2 separate regions of the Ovis aries genome follow, and region 1 is linked to region 2. Evidence: chromatin contacts called from public Hi-C data. All regions are on one chromosome and are shown on one strand. The core of a region is the stretch at or near the end of the contact, and the rest is flanking DNA. Distances in the headings are between cores, read along the strand shown. Region 1 holds the start of SORBS1 (sorbin and SH3 domain containing 1). Region 2 overlaps SORBS1 (sorbin and SH3 domain containing 1).

The links. A called contact is a pair of places that touch in the nucleus more often than the background predicts.
Region 1: a Hi-C map of tail adipose tissue shows a contact between it and region 2, with 2.2 times the contacts expected there. The contact joins the promoter of SORBS1 here to the enhancer-like site in region 2. A contact is called at or near these places in 4 of 16 Hi-C or Micro-C datasets (hypothalamus, muscle, retroperitoneal adipose tissue and 1 more).

What each region holds. Positions count from the first base shown.
Region 1 is chr22:16,899,479-16,904,602 of ARS-UI_Ramb_v3.0, reverse strand. It overlaps SORBS1 (sorbin and SH3 domain containing 1), which reads left to right and starts at 2,617. Exons shown (of 33, transcript XM_060405070.1): 1 at 2,617-2,673.
Region 2 is chr22:16,818,170-16,823,159 of ARS-UI_Ramb_v3.0, reverse strand. All of the region lies in intron 3 of SORBS1 (sorbin and SH3 domain containing 1), which reads left to right. Among named protein-coding and RNA genes, the nearest start is that of SORBS1, 81 kb to the left of the region's middle. Within about 2 kb of position 1,264, at least 3 of the 54 cell types and tissues checked have an H3K27ac peak or open chromatin away from gene starts, as enhancers often do. A contact at or near this core is called in tail adipose tissue, where this site is marked.

The DNA of each region.
Region 1 (5,124 bases), core at 1,368-3,867, 80 kb before region 2:
TACTTTTCTATTCAGTGATATATTATGAGCATCTTTGTATGTTAGCGAATCATTATATTTTTTCATTTTTCATGGCAGTGTGATACTCTGTCATTTGGTTGTACTGTAATTTTCTTAACTAAACCTCTCAAACTGAATCTTTGGTTTTTTTTTTTTTAAGCTATTTTAGATGGTGTTACCATGAATTTGCTGGGTAGGCAATTAACTTAGTTTCTCCAGTTGTCATTCTTTTCCTCTGTGGATAAACTAAAGATAATAGTAACAGTTCCTCCTGGGGTTGCAATGTGGTATCAGTGATTTTGTGCCTGCAGATTCAACTAAATCAAATGTGATGAAATTTGCTTCACAGCTGGTTGAATCCTCAGATGTGAAATACACTGATCTGGGGGGTCAGCTGTATTCCTTGTATTGTTTGTTGTTGTTGTTTAGTCACTAAGTCCTGTCCAACTCTTTGTGACACCACAGACTGTGGCCCGCCAGGCTCTTCTGTCCACGGCATTTCCCAGGCAAGAATACTGGAGCGGGTTACCATTTCCTTCTCCAGAGATCTTACCAACCCAGGAATCCAACCCACATCTCCTGCATTCTTTACCACTGGAGCCACCAGGGAACCACATTCCTTGTATTACTCCGTTTTAGATAAGGCAATTGAGGCATCTGCAGCTTTTGGTATCTGAGAGGGATCCTGGAACAAATCCCCCAGAGATACAGAGGGACAAGCGTATTAGCTATTTCATTCATTACTTTACTGGCCCAGGAGGAACTGTCTCGTCTAGATCGTGGAGGAAGTTCATAGCAGAGCCTGGGAAGCTGGACTTCTAGCCTAATGTTCTTTGCACAGCAACAGGATGAGGTGCAAGCTGGGGGAGGTTTGGACTGGGGGCTCCTTAGATTAATAAGTTTTCTAGTGGTTTCTTGTTTATTCAACTGTAGAATAAACTCCCGGGCAGCTAGGAGACTTCAAAAAAAATTTTTTTTTCTTTATACAGCCTAGGACAGCAGGTGCTCAGCAAACAATTGTCACTGTTCCTTGATATCCAAGCACCTTAGCAGATGTGTTTCCCATGATACTGTGCAGTCATCAAAGTCTTTCCTTCCTGTGCACACACAGTCTGCTAACTGGGAACATGCTTTGACTGAAGATTCTTGCCAAGGGCAGAGACAAAAATCAGTGGTGTTTAGCCTAAGGGATGGTTGCCCCACCTTCAAGGATGCCCCAGGGATGCAGGAAGCTAGGTGTGGCAGGAGCAACTTTCAGGCTGGTTACTTGCCGGTAATGACCTTGGGCAGGAGGGCTTCTCTTTGAATTCCCTGTTTTCTTTCTGTAACACTGAGAGGGCTTGGAAGAAGTCAGGATATCACAGAGGTTATCTCTGAACCCATCTAGCAAAGACCTTGTCTCTCCACTTGCATATGACCCTGTTTTGTTTTATTCACACTACTTGACACATTGCCTCCAATCTTGTTTATTTATTCACTTGTTTATTTGCCTGTCTTCCTCACTAAAATGGAAGCTTCATGAGCAGAGGAGGCTTGTCTGTTTTATTTTCGGCAGTAACCCCAGGGCCTAGCTGAATAATATATTACATGAATGAAGTCTCAGAGCCTGGCTTCAAATCCTGATTGCACCAGTGTGACCCTGACCAAGCCACTTAAACCATTTCAGATTTCTCACTTGAAAAATATGGATTGGTAATAGCGACTCTCCTCTAAGACTATGAGGATCAAAACAGAGAAAAACTAGGAAGCATTAAGCATATTGGCTGGTCAGGTGTATTGATAGTAGAAACATCCGGCCGGACGGCCAGGCACCCATCTAAGCGCTTTACATGAATGAGTGTGTGTGTGCTAAATTGCTTCAGTCGTGTCGGACTCTTTGCGACCCAATGGACTGTGTAGCCCGCCATGAGATTCTGTCCATGAGATTGTCCAGGCAAGAATACTGGAGTGGGTTGCCAATACTGAAGTTCCTCCAGGGGAACTTCCCGGCTCAGGGGTTGAACCTTTGTCTCTTTTGTCTCTTGCATTGGCAGGCAGATTCTTTACCACTAGAGTCCACCTGGGAAGAGCTTTACATACATTTATTATATTCATCTTCTCTATGTCCTACGAAATAGGTACCGGTTATTAGACCATTTAATGAGCAAACTGGGGTACAGGGGTTAAGTTATATGCACTCAAGACAGGTTAGCATTATTTTTTTTTAATGCCTAAGATTCCTTCCCAGCTCCCCTGGGATGATCTCTCAGAAGAATCAGAGGGCGCGCCGGGCCACCTTCCAGCCCAGCCCGAGGCTTCCCAGGACAAAAAAGGGTTACTGGGACTGCGGGCACGTTCTCGGCCGGAGATCCGCGGGCCCGCGCGCCCGGCTCACAACGCAGCGAGGCGGGGCGGGGAGGCGCTTTATCGCCTCCCATTGGCGCACACGCCCCTTCCTGTCACTGCGGAGCCCGGCACCGCCCCCTAGCACCGCCCGCCTCCCAGGCGCCGCCGGAGTGGACGGTTCCAGACGCATGCTAATAAGGGGGCGGCCGCCGCAGCCCATTGGCCGGCCGCGGAGTGTCGGTGAAGTCAGCGCCGAGTCCCAGAAAAACAGAGCGGGGCCAACTGCAGCGTGTAGTGCGAGTGGGGCAGGACGCGCGCTGCCGGCCCGCCAGCCCGGAGACCCGCAAGGTAAGCCCGCGCCAGCCGCCCCTCGGCCAGCGCTTGCTTGATCGCCAGCACCGGCGCTGGGGGCGTGCGCCAGCCCGGCCCCCGCGGGCGGCGCCTTTGTCTCACGCTCGGAGGAGGTGCGTTTAAAGGGCCAGCTGTTGGAAGGACTTGGGGGACCCCCTCCCCCCAGAGCATCCTCCGTGGTCGCGGGGGAAACCGTGGCCCCCCTCGGTCGATCCCTCCTTCCTGCCTGCTTGGTGGATCCTCAGTTTTTAAGGGAAAGTTTCCCAGTGTGCCGGGGTTTGGGATATTCCAGATTTTTTTTTTTTTTTTTGGTGGGTGGGGGTACGTGCGATCATGGCCTCTGCAAGGAGGAGAACGTCCGCCTGCTTCAGGCTGGCTGCAATATGGGTGGGTGGAGGAGACATCAAAGCCCGAGTGGGTTTACGCTGTAAAGTGAAACTACCGAGGAGAGGCTCCTCTGCAGCAGCCAGAGGAAGAAGGAGGGAGCGAGCGGCAGGATGGAGGCTTCTCAGGTGTGTTCATTCATTAGCATCCCTCTGGAGGAGAGGGCGGCGGGAGGAGAGCAAGGACTATCGGCCTGGCCTAGGACCCGCCAGAATGAGCGGGTGCGTGTGTATGTGTGTCCGGGGACGCCGGAGCCTGCCCATCCGGCCATGCTTCTTCATCCTTCGTCCCTCAGAGTGACTGGCAGCTTCTTGCTAGCCAGCTCCTCACCGAGAAGAACAGAAAGCGACTCCTTTCTCCGGATTCCCCGGGCATCCCCGGCTCTCCTCTGGCTGCTTTCCGAGGTGGCTTCCTTGATAAGCGCTTAGCGCCATTCAAGATAGAGGGGGAAACAAGCTTGAAATCATTACGTTTTTTTTTTTTTTTTCTTTTCCACGAGGGAATGTGCTATTGAATTCTGCATCCCGGTGCATCCGCTGTCTTAAAATGGCTTTGAAATTCACCAGTGCATGCTTTCCTCAGGCAGACAGAATTTATTACGCTATTACATTGCTACATAAAAGCAGAAAGGATCCCATTGAGTGTAGCTCGTTTTATCCAGACCCTGGATTTTCCCAGCATGTTCTGGCTGAGCCTTTGGATTTTTGTTGTAAACTGAGCGCTGGGATGCCCCTCTTGTCACAGGGCCGACCTGCCGAAATTGCCCGAATTGATTTCACCATCAATAGGAGAGAGGTTCATTTAGAGATAGCATGGAGCCTATCTAGCTTATCAGGCCTCTGACATCACCCCTCCCCCGCTACCCCGGGTGCCCTTTTTCTTTCCTAAGTGAAGGCCAGGGAGGGCTTGTCTATCTCCAAGCCCCTTGGTTGTTGAGCTCTAGATTAAATTTTGTGTTTTTGATTGGAAAGGTGGCTTGGTGGTGGTGGAAGAGAAGGGGGTGGAGCAGCCTCAATGAGAGAAAACATGCTGAACGTTTGGGGACTCCAGATGTCCAGACCTTAGAGACATAGGGGAGGTTAATGGCTGTCTATGGAGCCACAGGGTGTGTGTGTGTGTGTGTCTGTGTCTGTGTCTGTTGGCTGTGAGGGAGGGAGGGGTGGAGGAGGAGGATATTGCCAGCAATTTTCTGCCCCACCCTCTTGATGCTGCCTTAAATAGCTCCTTGCCATCAGAGTTCTGATGTTTCAGGCTCTTGGTGGGAGGGGAGGGCTGGGGAGGATTGGTCTATTGGTACCTCTGTCCTGGGCACTGTTAGAATGGATGGTTAGGAAAGGGTTAGTTCTTCAGGGGTTGCAGAGAGCTCATTTCTCTGCTGGAGGGCGCTGAGTAGCACTGTCTCTGGTGACTATCTCTGGTGCAGGGTATTAGCAGCTGAAAAGAGATGCTTTCTACCCCTAGGGTGAGGAGCTGGGAGGGTATTATCATCGTCTGTTACACACCCACCCTCAGTTGGACCTTTCCTCCTGTTACCTCCTGCTTTCTTTTATTCTAGTTGGAGAGTTTCTAAGAACTTTTCTGAAGGTACTTGGAATGTTGGAAGGTGAGGTAGGAGTTATCGGAAAGCAGATGCTTCTTAGTGTCAGAACAAAGAACTGTACAGGTCTTCGCTTCCCACTTCTCCAAAATAGAGTTCCATATAGATAGCAGAGTCTGGGGTTTTCTCTGCAGAGAATGAATGGGCAGGGTTCAGGGAAGAAAGCTTGTTAGGCAGTATTAGTAATCATCTGGCCATCCAAACTTAGCTCTGGTCTGCTTCCCTGGATTTGGAAATAGATTTGTTGTAGAGAGAACTCACTGGTAATTTGGGGTTTAATCTGTCTCTTTGAAAAAGGAAATGGATGGTCTCAAAAGCTTTGGTGAAAGTCCTCTGGGCCAAAAGCAGGACCTCTGGCTTTGATCTGGTCATGGATCTGCGCTGGGCTTTGGGTTTGTGGCTTCTGCTCTCTGGGCCTCTGCCCTTGTTGGGAAAGTGGCGGACTTAGGAGTGGATTATTTTCCAGG
Region 2 (4,990 bases), core at 15-2,514:
TCCTTGCCATGCATTCTTTATGATATTGGCTTGCTTGTGACTTAACCTCTGAGCATTCTTTTCCTCATTTGTGAAACTGGGATTAAGGGAAGGAATTCATGATAATTATGATGGGCTACGTAGTACGGTGTGTAGCAGCACGTACTAGGGACTCAGGCTGCACGTGTGTGCTCAGTTGCTGAATCGTGTCTGACTCTTTGCGACCCCGTGGACTATAGCCTGCCAGGCTCCTATGCCCCTGGGACTTTCCAGGCAAGAATACCGGAGTGGGTTGCCATTTCCTCCTCCAGGGGTCTTCCTGACTCAGGGATCGAACTCACGTCTCCTGCATTGGCAGGCAGATTCTTCACCACTGAGCTACCTGTGGAGCCCTCACCTGGAAAGAGTTAGTCTGCCAGAGCTCAGATCCCACCTCCTAGTTGTGCAACCAGAAGCACATTATTGAGCCTCTATTTTCTTATCCTTAAAACAGGGATAATAACAGTACCTGTGTCAGCAGTCTGTTAAAAGTAAGAATTGTCCAGCACCTTGTGCCTGGCATATAGGGTCATATAAATGTTTGGTGAATTTTAAAAATCTGTAAAACTATTTCACTTGAGTTCTTATAGAATTCCTGTGAGGTTAGACAGGGCACATATCATTCCCTGTTGCTTATGTTTTTTTTTTTGTTATGTTTGAGGGGAAAAAATAAAATTCTTTTGGGTTAAAAGTGAATCTGGCTGGTAAATATCAAAACTGGAACCCATGGTCTTTGCCATAAAAGAGCATATGGTACATCTATATGTATTTGTCAAGGATACATGGATGTACATGCAAATTTTAATACTTCAGTATAATTTCTAGACAGGTGAATAGCAGCTATCTCTCTCCTGCACCTCCTGGCCTCACTCAAACATGCTGTGGTTCCTGCCATGCTGCTAACTGATGTTCTCTGTGAATTACAGCATTGAGCCTCCAGTTTGTTTCTGGGACTTAATGTTGCCCATTTAAACCTCTTCCGGATGCTCACTGCCTTAGTGTTGCCTGCTCCCTGGCTGGGCTCCTTTTGGAGATCCTACTGTATTTATGTACCTGATTTCATGAGCCATTTCATTCAGCAGAAGCCCTGGCTAAACAGGAACACTCCCCCTTCCCTTGCCTTTATATTTGCTGTTGAAACTCTTCATTCTTTGTGAGAAACTTAATTATGAAAGCCGTGGATCAGGGAATGTAAAAATAGCTTTAAAATGCTCACATTTGCCAATCTCTTGTCAATCTGTAGGCAGAGAGCTTTAGATTGAAATGTTTTCATGTCTGTTCACAAGCATGAGCACTTCTTAGAACTGCCGCAGTGGAAGGGGTTAAAACATAAATAGGATCCTATATGAGCACTGAAAGGTGCTTTAATACTCAAGTCCTATTTTTGACCTCTGGAATTCAGTTCCTTCCTGTTGCCAGCTGAACCTGGGACTGATGTATTAGATGAAAATATATTCCTATCTTCAAACATAGACAACAGGACATTCTGTCCTCCAAATTTCAGGGTTTGAGTTGGGTGTTGCAGGAAACTTGGCACCCTTTCTTTCTTTTCAAAATAATAAACAGAGATGATGTCGCCTCAGGTTTCATGTGATGGGGCTTAGATACGATTGCCTCATAAAGGCTGATTCATAGACAAATGTGAACTAATTATAGTAACTTAAAAATAATGTCCCTGGTTAAATTTGGCAAAGCAAGATGCCTTGCATGCTTTGTAGGACATGAGCGACTCCGCTTCTTTAGTGGCATGGAGGTGACATGCCCACTTCTATTTTGGCCACACCACGGTTGTGCCGGGTCTCTACCTGTGTCATCTTTATTTTTTAGGGATTTCTCACGTGCTCTCATGCACACCCCAAGCCCAAGCATTGAAACACCTTTTATTGCCAGCTACACGAAGAATTCTTTATTGCTACGTGTCCACTGCATTTTAAGAAACAAATGTCTGAGTTGAAGAAAGTGAATGGTGTAATTTGTTTTTCTTTCTTAGTTCTAAGCATTTCAGAATCTCTATTATGAAAAATTGGAGGAAGTTATTCACTTCTCTCTATAGAATGAATAGAAAATTGTCAGAAAGACTGTTCTGATCCCTTTTTGTCTACTCACCCTTCCTTCCTTTCTTTTTCTTTTTTAGTTTTAAGATGACTTATTTTAAAAATTTTAATTTAATTGAAGTATATAGTTGATTTACAATGTGTCAGTTTCAGGTGTACTGCAAAGTGATTCAGTTATATATATACATGTATTCATCCTTTTTAAGATTCTTTTCTCATATAGTCTATCCCAGAATATTCTACTTACCCTTTCTACTGGGAATTAGGTTGGAAACCGTTTCACCATGATTCTCTTCAAATGATCTTTGTTTTTGAGTTTGCCTTAAAAACATAGATATGACCATGTTCAGAATTCAAAAACTAGAAAAAGATTTGTAGTAAAAAGTGAATCTTCCGTCTCTTCCATTGTTTCAGCATCAGTTGTGGGCACCAGTTTCTTGTGTACTATTGTGGAAATGTTTTCTGTGTTTTAAATATGTATGTATGTATATTTTCCTCCTACAAAGGACAACATACTGTCCATGGGGTTTTGAACTTGGCTTTTCTATTTAATCATCATCTCAGAAATCATTCCATCTTGTATTTTGAACTACTTCATGATCTGTTATTTCCATTGACTAGATGTCATAGCACACCAACAGTGGCCTGGGAGTGTCGTTTCGGTTGTTTTAATCCTTTGCCGGTGAAATCATGGAATAGTGTTATCTTGCACATCTGCTATAGGATAGTCAACCTGTCTCAGTGCTGATAAGTGTGGGCACTGAAGCCCAAAGGCCTGGATTTAAATCCTTCTTTCTCCATTTACTGTTGAACTATTTTGTCTTGGTTACTTTATCCTTCTGTGCCCCATTTCTAAGAGAGTATTTATCTCATAGGTAGGAGGTAATGTTTAAAGACACTGATTTATGTAAAGCTTACAGACCAGAGGCTGGGCATGTAGACAGGTCTGGATGTATTTAGTAATGTTAGTCATTTTGTGTGATGTGGGAACACATGGATCCTGTACTTACCTCTGCATGTTTCTGAACCACTCCTAGTGGCTTTCAGAAGCATAATATAGTTTTTAAATCTGTGGGTTCCTTCTCTCCTAAATATACTGAAATGTTCACCCTTCCCTCCCTCTATTCTGTGTTGCTTTTGTGTAGTATCCTGGAGGAGAAAATAGAAGATTATATTTCAGGCTATTGTGCTAATATGTCCAAACCCCTTCAAAGGCATAAAATGTATTGCCAGTGGTGATAATTTTTAACAAATGGCCCAAACTTTCCCCTCATACATATCTAATGTAGAGCTTAACGAATACTTACATTTTACATTTAGGCAAATATATAGCTTGTGTGTGTCTATGTCTGTCTGACTCAAATTTATTTAATTTCAGTGTACTTTAAATTATAAGTCCAATCTTTGGCAAAGACTGGAGCATGTACTTACTCTGTTTTAGTTGACTTTGGAAGTCACAGGGTCTGTGTTACCTGTACATCTTACATCATCGAAGGCCACCACTTTTGGATTCAGACAAGCCAGAGCTAAAACCCCCATGTTGGCATTTGCTTTCTGTGTGACCTGGAGCAAGTCACTTGTTTCCTTCTCTGTAAATGGAAGCATTGATACACCACAGAGGACGTTATGAGGGTGACAGAGAGTGGGCAGGTGGCTCATGAACCATCTACCATCCTACCATCCCCTCCTGCATCCCTCTTCCTCACTCCCCTGGAAATCACCACCTCCACCTTCAGCTCTTCATCTTCACTCTCCTCAGGACTTGCCCTCTGATTTATCCCGTGTTTTCTCTGCCTTAACTGGAAGGGCGGTTCATGTCTCAATTGGTGTCCCTTGCAACCTGCCTTAGGTTCACTGAATGTTAGGAGGGAAAGGCCGGCTTGCTGCATCCCTACCCTAGTGAGGGCATTACTGTTTCACTGGAAGCAGCAGCTAGGGACAGCATCGCAAGACCAGAGTTAGGGGCCACATGAGTTAATGTGGCCCTGGACCTGATCACAGAGAATGGCATTTTCACTCTTGCACATTCCTTGGAGCAACTTTGCTGTAGCCAACTTCGGAAGCTTATATTCCCAGATAGTCTTTTATTTGAAGGGTGGGGGGTGAAGAAAATGTCTAGAAACTTGCATGTCCTCAAAGCCCCATTAGAACGGCACTTGCAGCAGTTTTGACTGTTTCACACCCTCTAAGAAAAGAATGAGCTTGCAGATTTAGTGGCCAGCTGACCTTGGGCCTTGCTTTAATGTCCTGGCGGTGGGCTGCTGGGTACCAGGTGAGAGGACGAGCACGGTGAATGAGCGGGAAGACCTTTGCTGGGGCCTCCAAATCACTTACTTGGAGAGGAGCTTCTCTATCTGTGCTAAGTGTTTTGCTGTGGATTTTTAAAATAGCAGTCACACCCATATTCAAATGTAAGAACCAGGGTGCTCTCCAGAGATATGAGGCCAGGTCCCTTCCAGCTACGAAAGGCTGTGACTCTACAAACAAATATCTGGGCAGTACCAACTATCGTTGCCACTTGGAATGCTCCCCTCCGCCTTTTTCACTTGGGCCTTCCTGTCCTTTAAGGTCTAGTTTAGCTCCCAATGTCCAGTTTTTCAGTCTGGACTCTGGGCTGTTGGATTTGCTATATGGGTTAGACGTAGCCTTGTGTGCTGAGCTGTTAGCTATTAACCTTGTGGCCGTTTAGGCGTTTTCTTATGTTTATGCCCTGGCTTCCCCACTAGGTCCTCAGTCTCTGGGCCAAGGCCCTCTCCACCCTTGTACCACTACGGGTGGGTGTAGTGCAGGGGTTCTCACTGCTTTGAGCATTGCCTGAAAGCTAGTTGGAAACCCACACCAACCTCGCTGAATTAGAAATTCCAAGTGGATTTCGGCCATCTGCAGTTTAACAAGCATACCTGGTGATTCTGCTGGGC